2 separate regions of the Mus musculus genome follow, and region 2 is linked to region 1. The links are chromatin contacts, called in public Hi-C maps. All regions are on one chromosome and are shown on one strand. Each heading gives the region's core, a stretch centred on a gene start, on an enhancer-like site or on the middle of the called end of the contact. The rest is flanking DNA. Distances are from core to core; before and after follow the strand shown.

What was found. Hi-C and Micro-C count contacts between places; a contact is called where the count stands out from the background.
Region 2: a contact with region 1 is called in a Hi-C map of cerebral cortex, with 1.6 times the contacts expected there. The contact joins two enhancer-like sites. A contact is called at or near these places in 1 of 15 datasets of contacts at CTCF or cohesin (embryonic stem cells), 4 of 484 Hi-C or Micro-C datasets (the AML12 cell line, bone marrow-derived macrophages, cerebral cortex and 1 more), 11 of 115 datasets of contacts at active chromatin or transcription factors (T-cell acute lymphoblastic leukemia, embryonic stem cells, epiblast stem cells and 6 more) and 4 of 9 other capture datasets (adipose tissue, embryonic stem cells, liver and 1 more).

What each region holds. Positions count from the first base shown.
Region 1 is chr7:28,483,041-28,489,596 of GRCm38.p6, reverse strand. No RefSeq gene overlaps it. Among named protein-coding and RNA genes, the nearest start is that of Ifnl2, 24 kb to the left of the region's middle. Within about 2 kb of position 1,411, at least 43 of the 459 cell types and tissues checked have an H3K27ac peak or open chromatin away from gene starts, as enhancers often do. A contact at or near this core is called in cerebral cortex, where this site is marked.
Region 2 is chr7:28,566,155-28,572,368 of GRCm38.p6, reverse strand. Pak4 (p21 (RAC1) activated kinase 4) reads left to right here. Exons shown (of 10, transcript NM_027470.3): 2 at 2,503-2,576; 3 at 4,071-4,335. The coding sequence starts at 4,132. Among named protein-coding and RNA genes, the nearest start is that of Mir7049, 8.3 kb to the right of the region's middle. Within about 2 kb of position 1,713, at least 82 of the 459 cell types and tissues checked have an H3K27ac peak or open chromatin away from gene starts, as enhancers often do. A contact at or near this core is called in cerebral cortex, where this site is marked.

The DNA.
Region 1 (6,556 bases), core at 162-2,661:
CTTGGAAGTCCAGGGCCCTGGCATCTGGGAAGTAGTTCTGCAGTCCTGTGACCTCAACTCAACCAATGTGAAGGAGTTCTGTAGAGTCATGTGACCTCAGGGCACTCAATCACACACATCACAACAGATCAGGTTGTGTGTGTGTGTGGGGGGGGGGTGTCTCTGCAGTGATGCTGAACCTCTGTAATCCCAGAGATTAAGAGGGTGAAGCAGGAGGATCAGGCGTTCTATGATACCCAAGGAAAAACCCTGTCTCAAACAAACTCTAAGCAGGGCATGGTGGGAGTGCCTGAATTACCCGGCAAGCATTTGGAAATTGGAGGCAGGAATACTAGGAGTTCAAGGTCCTCCTCAGCTACATGGTGGATTTGAGGCTAGTCTAGGCTATATGAGATCCTAACTCAGAATGCCAGTGTGTGTGTGTGTGTGTGTGTGTGTCTGTCTGTCTGTCTGTCTGTCTATGTATGTACCTGTGTGTCTGTGTGGTGTGGATCTGTGTTTGTGTGTATGTAGGAGCTGTAAGGATGGCTTGCTGTTTACACTGACATTTCAACACAGACAGCACTGTATCGGGTTATCTTGAGGAGTCTGCATAATCATAGGCATAAAATGCTTATAGAGGCTGAAGATTTGGCTGAAGTGGATAGAGTGCTTGCTTAGCATGCAGGAAGCCCTAGGTTTGAGGGGGTGAAGTGGCTCATGCCTGCAATTCCAGCACTCTAGAAGTGGAGGTCCAAGGATCGAGAGTTTAAGGTCACCCTTGAGTGCATAGAGAGTTCAAGGCCAGCCTGTATAAAAGTGGGGGGGGGGGCAGGGGAGCCTGTTAGTGTCATAGGCCGTTAATCCTAACCTTCAGACAAAGGCAGGAGGATCTCTGTGAGTTCCAGGCCAGCTTGAGAGTTCCAGCCTGTGAGACCCTGTCTCAAAAAAAAGAAAAAGAAAAAGAAAAAAGAAAAAAAAAAAGCCTAAGGGGGCGGGTAATAAAAAGAAAACGGCTTCTGGAACATTTCATGGAGCATAGTGACTCTCATTATTTATTACGGGGTGTGGCACAAGTCATCCAAACCCATCATCTTTCTTCTGGCACCCCCCCAAAACTCCTACATGTGTCCCCTAAGATTCCAAGAAAGGCCTCCTCCGTGCCCCAATTTCTTTAAAAACATCTCCCTCCTTGCTGTGTGCCTTCGCCATCGCTAGAATTCGGGGTGAGTCAGGGCAACTTCCTCTCCTCCCACCATCCTCTAGGTTCTGAGGATTTTCCAGTCAGGATTCCAAGCTCCTGGGTTTCTCTTTGCGACCAAGTCTTCTGTCCGTCATCCTCTGGCCCCACCCACCAGGTATCTCTCCACCCCGCCTCCTCCCCTCCTCACCCTGCCCTGCAATTACATCAGCAGAATAGTCTCGGGCAGTTCCCTGGGGAACTCTTAGACTAAGAACACCTGGGCGACGTCCCAGAGCCGTGACTGGTGCAGCCGCCTTCCTCCATCGCCAAGTCCAAACTCTCCAGAAACCCGGAATGGGCTGGAGGCATGCCTGGAGCACGGACTGGGGGACCGGACCCCAGAACTACTGACTCTGGAGCTCATCAGAGAGTATGCATGTGGGACAAGATCCCAGGCGACCCAGGCAGTGAGAATCGCTGCACCGCGGAGAGGGAATGGTTAAAACTCACGTTACTGTTCAGGAAGGATGAACCTGGGCCATTTGCTGGAAAAATGGATGCGACTGGAAAGTCTCCTGTCAAACGAAATACACCAGACTCACAAAGGCAAATATCACGATTTTCCTCTCCTGTGCAGGATCTACATTTAGCAGTGTACGTAGGAAAGCCATAAAAGCATAATTATTTGGAATAGAAAAGAGAAAAGTGGGGAGTCCTGAAGGGAGGGGAGCAAAGAAAGTCATAAACACCTGTGACTGTAGCTCCAAGAGAGTAACGCCCTCTCTGGCTGCTCTGAACACCTACATACATGTTCAAAGACAACCACACAGACACACGCATACACATAGCTAAAAATAAAAAGTAAGAGGATGGAGAGATGGCTCAGCAGTTAAGGACACTTCCTGCTCTTCCAGGGGATCTAAGTTCAGTGTTCAGCACCCACAGGACAGTGCCCACAGTAACTCCAGTTCCGGATGTCACAGGTCTTCTGACCTCCCAGGGCACGGCACACATGTAGCACACAGACACACATGCAGGTAAAACACCCACCTGCGTAAAATAAAAATAAATAAATCCTTTTTACAAGTTAAAAAGAACGTCTTAAAAAAAAGTAATAAGAGAAGCCAAGGGGTGGTGGCACATGCCTTTAATCCCAGCATTTGGGAGGCAGAGGCAAGTGGATCTCTGAGTTCGAGACCAGAGTCTGATCTACAGAGTAAGTTCCAGGACAGCCAGGGCTACACACAGAAACCCCATCTCAAAAAAAAATAATAATAATAGGAAAAAATGATACACATAATGATGTAATAATAAAACCCATTATTCTATATACTAACTAAAAAGAGTTCCTAAAGGAAAAATCCTTCCTCCCCCAAAAGGTCATGCACAGACCAACAGCATCATTTGGTGAGAGTCAGGAAAGTCTCTTGTTGGGCACAGTGGCATGAATCTGCAGCCCCAGCCACTCAGGAAGTGGGGCAGGAAGATTGCTTGAGCTCAGGAGTTTGATGACAGCCTAGGGAACATAGCCTGTCTCAAAGTAAAATACAGGAAAAGGAAAGGGGCTGGGGAGATGGCTCAGTGAGTAAGAGCACTGGCTTCTCTTCCAGAGGACTCATGCTCAATTCCCAGCACCCACATGGTAGCTCACAACTGTTGATAACTCCAGTTCCAGAGGATCCCCGGTACTAGGTATGCACAAGGTACACATATATGTGCATGTAGGCAAAATATTCATACATGTAAAATAAATCCTTTTTAGAAAGAAAAGAAGGAAGGGAGGGAGGCAGGGAAGAAGGAAGGAAGAGAGGGAGGAAGGAAGAAAGGAAGGAAAGAAAGAAGGAGGGAAGGAAGGAAAGAAGGAAGGAAGGAAGGAAGGAAGGAAGGAAGGAAGGAAGGAAGGAAGAGAAAAGCCAGCAACTGATACCAAGCCTGACAATCTAAGTTCAAATCTGGGAACCCACATTGTAGAAAGAGAGAACTGACTACCATAGTTTTCTGATCTCTGTGCCTGCTCCTGCTCCTGCCCCTGCACTTACTTGCTCTCTCTCTCTCTCTCTCTCTCAAACACACACACACACACACACACACACAATCTTTGAAAGACAGGGAACAGCAGGCAGTGGTGACACACACCTTTAATCCCAGAACTTGGGAGGCAGAGGCAGGAGGATTTCTTAGTTCGAGGCCAGCCTGGTCTACAGAGCGAGCTCCAGGACAACCAGGGCTACACAGAAAAACAAAAACAACAACAACAAGAAGAAAGAAAGAGAGAGAGAGAGAGAGAGAGAGAGAGAGAGAGGAAGAAAGAAAGAGAGAGAGGAAGAAAGAAAGAAAGAGAGAGAGAGAAAGAGAGAAAGAAAGAAAGAAAGAGAAAGAAAGAAAGAAAGAAAGAGAGAGAGAGAGAGAAAGAAAGAAAGGAAGGAAGGAAGGAAGGAAGGAAGGAAGGAAAAAGAGAAAGAGAAAGAGAAAGAAAAAGAAAAAGAAAAAGAAAAAGAGAAAAAGAAAAAGAAAAAGAAAAAGAAAAAGACAGGGAGGAACAGAGGGGCACAGAAAGAGGTATTGTCATCTAGCATGTCTTGTTTCCCCTGGCCGTGTACGAGAGAGCGTCTTCCTCTGTGGCCTCAGCATGCATTCCTAACTGTGGTTATTAGCCATCCCACCAGTCTCTTGTGAAAGGTCAACATGGGCGTCTCTAGCATTTTCCATTCTTGGTTTCTGTATTGGTTTCCCGTATGTTCCCCTCTCTCTCCTATCTCTATGTTTATCTCTTCTTGTCTTCTGCCCATTTCCTAGTGGGTTGTGCAGCATTTTGCTATGTAGCTCAGGCTAGCCTCAAAGCCAGGCTAGCCTCCTCGTTCCTTAGTCTCCCTGGTGCTGGTGTCACAGGCATGTGCCCAGTAGCTAGAACAGGTTGTTTTGTTTTTGTTTGTTTCTTGTGTATGTATGGACGTGGGTCTGTGGTGTGCACTGTGTTTAAGCGTATGTGCACATGCACGCAGAAGCTGGGGGTTCACATAAGGTGTCTTTTTCAATCAGTTGCCACACAACTTTTGTCTTGTCTTGTCTTGTCTTGTCTTGTCTTGTCTTGTCTTGTCTTGTCTTGTCTTGTTTTGTTTTGTTTTGTTTTTTGAGACAGAGTTTCTCTGTGTAGCCTGGCTGCTCTGGAACTCTCTGAGCCATCTCTCCAGATCGTCCACCTAATTTTTTGGTACAGGGCCCCTCACTGAGTCTGGAGCTCAGTGGTTAAACTGGCTGCCCAGCAAGCTTCTGGCATCCCCCAGTCTCTTCCTCCCCAGTGCTGGGATTGAGGGTATGTGCCACTGTGCCAAGCTCTTCCTGTGGGTGCTGGGCTGCTAATGCATGCTCACACACTTGTACAGCAAACACTTTATCCCCTAAGCCATCTCCCTGGACCCTTGGATCAGTTCTGAGAGGTGTGGGGCAGGGGTATACCCAGGTCCATGTGGGGTCTATGTTTGTATTCTCAACACTTGAAAGGCTAAGGCAGAATTGTGAGTTCAAGGCTCAAGACTAGCTAGTCCAAGCTACATAAGAAGACACTGTCCCAAAACCTTTTGTACAGCGTCCGTGAAGATACAATTTGTCTTTTTCCAGTCCATAGTTGAATACAGTGCTGGCACATACACTCACAAGCCTGAGGCACGAGGATCACCCATAAACTCAAGGCTAGCATGGGGTGCATAGTGAAATCCAGGCCAGTCTGGGCTATGGAATGAGACCAAATAAAATCAATCAATCAATCAATCAATCAAAGACAAATCAAGGGAGTGCTGGCACATGCCTTTAATCCCAGCACTCAGGAGGCCAAGGCAGATGGATCTCTGTGAGTTCAAAGTCAGCCTGGTCTACAGAGTGAGTTCCAGGCCAGTCAGGTCTATGCTTCAAGACCTCAGAAAACAAAAACAAAGCAAAACAAAGCAAATAACCCACACCCACAACAATCTTGCAGGGGTGGGGGGTGGGGTGGACCCTGTGGGCGTGGCACTTACACACGCAGTTAACTGATTGTGCTCCCCTGGAGAGAACAGAGCCACAACAAACTGGAAGCTCTGGTGAACAGCACCAGGAAGACCACACAGACGCAGACATGACCTGTGACCCAGACATGACCTGTGACCCCATGACCTCCTGATTATGTACCTTGCATTCTCTGCAAAGCCTAGACACTGAGCAAGACCGTGAACATGGGGGATGCCCTCCATAAGTGGGTGAGAACCAAAGCACAAAATGAAAAAAGTCAGTAACTTACAAGACTCAAGGAAACCTCTGGGGAGTCAGACAAGCAGTAGTAAGCAGTTGCTCCAGAGAGGAGACTCTTCTGAGGAGCTGCCCCAAAGATGTGCAGGGAGCTCCAGGCTTTTATGAGTCCTCACCCGTGCTGGGGTGGGCTTTCCTGTGATGGAGCTTCAGGGGAGTCCCCCAAAGTCCTGTAAGTAACTCCCAAACAACTCTGCTTCTGCAAGCTGGACTTAGATTGGCTCCTTCATGGGTCTGCTATTGCTTCTGTCTGTCTGAGTGAATAGAAATAGACTCCTCATGTAATCATGCAACCAGTACAGGCTGGAGTAGAGGGAGACACTTAGAGCTTGCCCACCTCTGAGAGTGAGTAGCCCAAATTCTACATCTCCTTGTTTGTTTGTTGTTTTGTTGAGACAGGGTTTCTCTGTATAGCCCTGGCTGTCCTGGAACACACTCAGAGATCCACCTACCTCTGCCTCCCGAGTGCTGGGATTAAAGGCGTGTGTCACTACTGCTGGCTAAATTCTACATCTTGTGCCCATCTCTCTCATACCCCACTCCCAGACCTGAGACATTTGGGGTCCCTGAATGGTGCAGAAATCATACAGAACACAACTCCAACTTGATCCTGACAGAGAAGCTATATGTTCAAATTACATTTGTTTTATTTTTATAAAGTTCCATTTGTTTATTGTGTTCATTTTTGGTGCTTATGGAATCTCAGAACACAAGTTGCAAGAGTAGGGTCTCTCCTTCCACCACGTGGGCTCCAGGTTTTAAACTTGAATTGTCAGGCTTGGCTGCAAACACTTACACCCACTGAGCACCAGCTCGCCAACCTAAAGGCTGTAATATTTATTTTCCAGCTCTGTCCCTGGGTAGGGATTGCTCTGAAGAAAGCACTAATGGTACTTCCACTTCCGGTTCGCTCTGCTTCCACTCAGAGGAAAGGCCTAGAGAAGCCGGAAGATCCAGGCACATCGGTGGGATGCTGACAGTGTGTGGGGACTGCCCACCCTTTCCACGAGTGAGTGCAAAAGTGCGCCCATGGGATGTGGTGGGAGGGTACCAGCTGGTGTGCTGCAGAAGGTTCTAAAAAATCTCCCACACAGGGGACAGGTGTGGGCCTTA
Region 2 (6,214 bases), core at 464-2,963, 82 kb before region 1:
AGATTAAAGAAATGAAAAAAGCATTTTAAAATATAGTCATTTTTAGTGTGTATCCTTGGCTGGAGGGAGCTGCTGGCCATACTGCTCCATCTGTATCTCTTCCGTGGGTACTCAGTCACCCCTTTACCTCCAGGGTCCAACAAGATTCCCCAACACTGGCCCAGAATAGCCCCTACTCTGAGGTCTCTGGAAGCCAAGGGGCTTGTGTTGGTGACTCTCCAGGGCCGCAGGCTCCTTCATAGTGAGCATGTCAGCTCTAGAACCCCATGGCGTACATTGGTGGGGGGACAGGGTTTCAGGCATCGTTTCTGGGACCAGCTTGTCTCACCAGAGATCCTGGGAGGAGGTCCAGGAAACCCATTTCTGGGGCAGGCTGGGGTAGGAGGTGAAGTCCAGCACAGGAGAGGAAAGATAAGGTGTGGGCCTGGCAGGTAGAAGCATCATGGGGGCCCAGACTAGCTGCACACAGTGCAAGCTAGTAAGAGGCCAGCCTGTTGTGTTCACCTTCCTGGGTCAAACCTTGGCAACCTCTGACTGGTTGGGTGCCTGGACAAAGGAGTCTGTTTCCACACCAGACAATTGGGATAAGGTGCCTCCATTGTAGGGCTGTGCGTATATCACAGGGCTGAGCATCATTGGCTGGATCTGCGCCAGAAGCAGGGGCCATAGGCCCTGGGAGAAGTGGCCTACTCTCATGTCTGCTCTGGCTTTGCCCATGACAAGTGAGAACCTTACTTAGGGCATGGGGCTCACAGTGGCTCTCCTGCTGGGTCAGGAACAAAGGGTGAGAGATACTGGGACAGTGCTTCTAAGAGAGGTGGCACACAGTAGGTGCACATTCCTGCTGGCTACTGTTCTCATGTAACTAGCATTGAGGATTTACTGCCTAAGCGTCAGTAAGAGTTGGCTCTGAGCCAGACCTTCAGTGCCTTGCTTGTTTTTCCTGTGACTCCTTATAAAAGCTGCTGGAAGCAGCTTCTGTCGTCACCCTCCCAACAAGAGGAAACTGAGGCATAAGAGTGGAGTCTTTCCCTAGGGTCACTCATTGAGCTTCCTGGCATGAGCTGTGGGCTGGGTCTTCACAGATATAGAAATCAGGGCATATAGTGCTAGCTAACTGTCAGCTGGGGGTTGAGGCTTGGGCTGCAGGGCTCTGAAATTCTGAGCTGGCCTGGGAGACCCATCCCAGCCACGAGATGCCTAAAAGGGCCTGGGTGGGGCCTACACCAGGTCATTATAAACACCAGTTCCTCTGTTTGTCCTTCCCTCCATATGCTGCCCAGAGGAAAGGGGTGGCCCAGGCAAATATCCGGAGGTGTGCCCTTCCGCCCCTTCTCCTGCAGGGTCACAAGTGGCTGCAGTATGCAAGGTGGCTTGGGGCTTATGGGTGGGGGTAGGGGTCTGTGTGGGGGAGCATGGAAAGGCACTGCTGAAAGCTCTCCCACCTTTTCCATTCTGAGCGCTTCCCTATGCTTAGTGAGTGGTCACATGCACTACCACCCCCTATACTGCCAAATCTGGGAGCTGCTTTGGGGCTCCCTCGGTGTGGGAGGTGGGAACTGAGAGTAGAGCCAAGAGTTCAGGGTGGATAGCAAGCTAGACACGGAGGACAGGGAGCCGCAGGTCGCAGCACAGGCTCCACGCTGTGCCAGGCAGCACAAGGTGTGGCACTGTTAGAGTTGTAGAGACAGGCGTAGCGCCAAGGAGGGCTGGGTAGCCCTGGTGCAGAGGTCGGGGTGCTGGGACAGGCTGGACAGGAAAGGCTGGGAGGAGGGCAGCATGTTGCAGTGCTGGTTCTGAGGCAGAGAAGGCTGGAAGCCAGAGGTGCCCATTCTGCCCTAGCTGTCCCAACCCTCAGCCACAACCCCTGGACTTGGATCAAGCAAAGAAACTAAACCAGCTGGGAAAGTCCTGTCCAGGCCCGGGGCTGGCCACCTGCTGGCCCCTTGGGACCAGTTGAGACAGGTTGGCTGCTGCGTCCCCACCTGCCTCTCTCTTGGCTTGGCTGCCAAACCGGTTTCCCTGGCTGGCTGCCCATTAATGTCCTTCTTGTAGGCTGAGCCAGTGACTCCCAAGAAAGAGAGCCATGCCTGGAGAAGAAGAGAGCTGCCCCCTGGACACTTGTCTGTAGCCACTTCCCCAGCAGAGTCTCACTGGGGCTGGGTGCTGGTTCTGTGTCTGCCCACCACCCTGCCAGGTACTGAAGAGCCAGGTGGGACAAAGATGAAAGTCCTCTGACACCCTTTGGTCCTTTGGGCCTTCACTCCTGAAGCCTCCTATAGGAAGCCTCCCTTAGCACACCTGCCATCCTTCCGTGGTTGGTAGCACTTTGTGGGCCCAGTCCCTACCAGTGTACACTGTCACTACCTAGGGACCGTCTGCCCCAGGTAGACCCTAGTGGGTCATAGGCTGTCTAGGTTGTTCTCGTGTCCGACTATCAGCCAGAGTAGAGTGGGTGTTAGTGATTGAATGACTGATAGATCTTTTCTTCCTGTCTTACAGATGAGTAACTCAAAGCCTCAGGAGGAGACGTCACCCACGCAAAGGTGCTTCTAGCCCAGCCAGCTTCAGACCAGGTCTGTCGGACTCCAGGCTCTTCCCACAGGGCCTGTCTCTCCAGCATAAGGGGCTGGTCCCAGGCAGGGAGGGGCTCAGTTGCTTCATCACCCAGGACTCAGGTAGTGAGAGGCAGAGGATTGTTGGGAGGCTGCCTAGTGTCCCTCATTGCTTGATCCTCTGTGGGGTGCCACCATCATCCTGTCCTTCAGCTAGGATGGACCCCAGGGCCTCCCGCCTACTCTGCAGTTCTCTGCTGCTGAGCTGCAGCCCCAGACCTTTTTATCATTTTATTTTGAGACAATTTCACCACGTTGATCAGAATAGCCTGAATCCACTCTATCTCGGCAGAGCTTTGAGCTTGCCATCCTCCTGCCTCCTGAGTAGCTGGGATTGCGGCTACTGAGCCTGTGCTCCTGGCTCATCTTTTGATTCTTTGTTGTTGTTGTTGTTGTTGTTGTAACTGTTGTTATTTATTTTTAATTTACTTTTTAAAAATGGTTATTAGTCTTTAAAGTTTATGTGTATGAGTGTTTTTGCCTGCATGTATGTCTGTGCACCACATGTGTTGCTAATGTCCTTGAAAGTCAGAGGGTGTCGTATCCCTTAGAAGTGGAGTTATGTCCAGTTGTGAGCTCCCATGTGGAAACTGACCCCAGGTCCCCTAGAAGAGCAGCCAGTGCTCTTACCTGCTGGGCTTTCTCTCCAGCTCCCCACTCCCTTTTTGAGATAGGCTCTAACTAGCCTAGAACTCACTTATGTAGACCAGACTGGCCTTGAACACACAGAAATCCACATGGCTCTGCCTTCGAGTATTGGGACTAAAGTGGTATGTCACCATGCCTGGCTCACCCTTGGGTTCCTGACTGGCCTTTCCTGGGTATTTATATAGTACCCAGCTGAAGACCCAGGCCCTAGAGACAGGAGAATGTCCCAGTGTGGAGAGGCATTCCATTTGTCTGTAGCCAATGGCTGGGGTGGCCAGACTAGAGGTGGGGACTGCTCACTGGTGCCCAGAGGTGGGACTAGGGAGACTATGGATGGGCGGGTGTAGGCACTGCTATCATTACTGGGGTTGGAGGGAGACAAGAGGCACTACACATAGGAATAGCAGCAGGTTCCCCGAAGGTGAGGGCATCTGAAGGTGAAGTGATGGCCAGCAGGCTGTGTTAAACACAGGAAGGGGAACTGGAGGAGGGGAGGGAGGGAGCTCCTGGGATGATAGGCAAGGGGAACTGCCTGTGCAAAGGCCCTGCAGTATGAAAGCTGCTGTGAAGGTGATGGGCCACAAGGAGCTGTGGCTCTGAAGAGAGGACAGCTGGGCTGACCCTCTAGTTGCTCAAGAGGAACCCACAAAAATAGCTGCTCAGAGGGCCCAGGAAGAGTCTGCTGCCCCCTGCTGGTATATGAGATATCTGCTGAACCAGCCAGGGCAGAAGCAAAGAATTGGAGAAGGTTTGAGTGACAGATGACCTGCCACTGATCCCACCTCCCTTGGTGCTTCCTTCCTACAGGTGCCTGTAAGAACTCAAGCCACCCCACTGTTCACAAACTCTGTGCTAAGGCCCTGGAACCATGTTTGGAAAGAAGAAGAAGCGGGTGGAGATCTCAGCCCCATCCAACTTCGAGCACCGTGTACACACAGGCTTTGATCAGCATGAGCAGAAGTTCACAGGGCTGCCCCGCCAGTGGCAGAGCCTGATTGAGGAATCAGCACGCAGACCCAAGCCCCTGATCGACCCTGCCTGCATCACGTCCATCCAGCCTGGAGCCCCCAAGGTAGCCATCACCACACCACTTTAGCCCACAGCCCATACTGCCAGAATGGCCCAGCCCTTCAATTGCTCCTGGCTTCTTTGCAGAACCTCCCACCTCTGTAGCCCAGTGGTCGGCCTTCCACCTGCCAGTACAATCCTGGAAGGTCAGCTTCTGACTTCCACTCCTGCCCCAACACCACAACACTACACATTCAACCTTGGTCTCCCAGTGCTTCATGACATGGGAGACAACATGGGAGTGCTCCCAGACAACATCCGGGCTTGGCTAGGGGATGCCTAAGCTGCATTCCAAGGTCCAGGAGCAGCTGAGGCAGATGGGAGCAGGGCAGCAGCCATTCAGTCTTATCATCCTGAGCAAATTGTCAGTTGGAGTGAGACTTGAGGTTTAGATCCAAGATCCTCACACTTCCCCCGCCCCCGTGTACAATGTGAGAATTGTGGTCTCACTGCCTAGGCAGGAACTACAGCCTTGCAGGCCTAGTGGTAAGAGTGCCCCAGCTGGACTCATGCCATGGGTGGTGGGACCCAGAGGAGTACAGCCAGACGTGTCCCCACTTGGTGGAGTTGGGCGTGCCTATGGTCAGCAGGCTGGGTACCCGGCCCTGCAGCTGATTCATCCTCTCCCAGTGACCAGCCAGGGTCTGGCAGGAGAGAGGCAGCGTCATCAGGGCACCCACAGCCGTGGTGCTTGGGTGGAGGCTGGGCTCTTTCTGGTTATTTCTGTGGCCCCGTAGGGTCATGTGAGAGCTTTGACTTCTCTCTGTTGCCTAGAAAGCCCCTCTTGTCATCTGAATCTGTATGGGCTTTTCATGCCCCAGGCCAGCTGGAAGCCAGTAGCAACTGGTTATGAAGTAGGCCCCTCCATAGTCCCCAGACAACCCACCCTAAACACTCCCATGACCCAATGAGCTTTGTGGTCATTTCTCACACATTGTGTGTCCCCAAAATTTCACCACTGCTCTATGCACCCTTGTGTTTCCACACCTTTCCACAGTCCTGCCAGGGGAAGGACACTTGTCCTAATTCCCGTGCAGGCAGGCACCTTAGCTGGGACTGCCTAGATGACAAGCTTCCTGACCACTGACTCAGGTTCTAATAGCAGAGCCTGGCAGGTAGCCCCTGAAGGAAAAAAGAAATGAAAAAGGTAAACATGCCTGCTCCTAGGTGTGGTGGAGGAGGTTATTGTGGGTATGAGGGAGAGCACAGCCAGAGGCAGGGGCATCTGGAAGAGGCCAGAGTGGACATGACTCTGAGCCAGGTGAGGAGAGGGGGAGGGAAGAGCCAGGAGGCCAGGAGGGTAAAAGGCAGCAGAGTCAGCGCAGCCAAAATGGCTGGATTATATAGGGAAAGGCAGCTGGGGGAAGGCAGTCCAGGGGGAAGCAGTGGATGCCGGAAAGAAAGACCCTGTAACAGGTAGGGACTGAGGGATGCTGGGAAATGCTAGAGGCCTGGTCTGCTTTGATATGTCAAATAGGCACCTCAGCCATTTGTCCTGGGTTTGAAACCTAACATCCATCTTTCTTGACTCCCTGGACAAGGCCAGGCTTTCAGGCAGACAGCCAGGGCCCACAAGAGGCTGGGACCACAGCATGCCATTAGGAGCCTTATGGACTCCAGGTCGTTCCCGGGAGCTCAGTATAAACTCAGCCTCAGAGACTATCCAGGCAACTCCCCACCTCTCCTTCTTGCCTTCCTCCTCCCTTCCTTCCTTCTTTTGCAAAGTACCTTGTTCTTGGTGTGGACTCTGATCTAGGTCCAAGACCTGGTAGGCTGTGAATGGTAGAACAAGTGCTCAGCCCCGGGAAGGCCACAGGGTAAAGCAGCATCCTGGGCTCACAGCCTAGTCCGCTGCAGCAGGCCTACAACCCTGGTTCTCAACC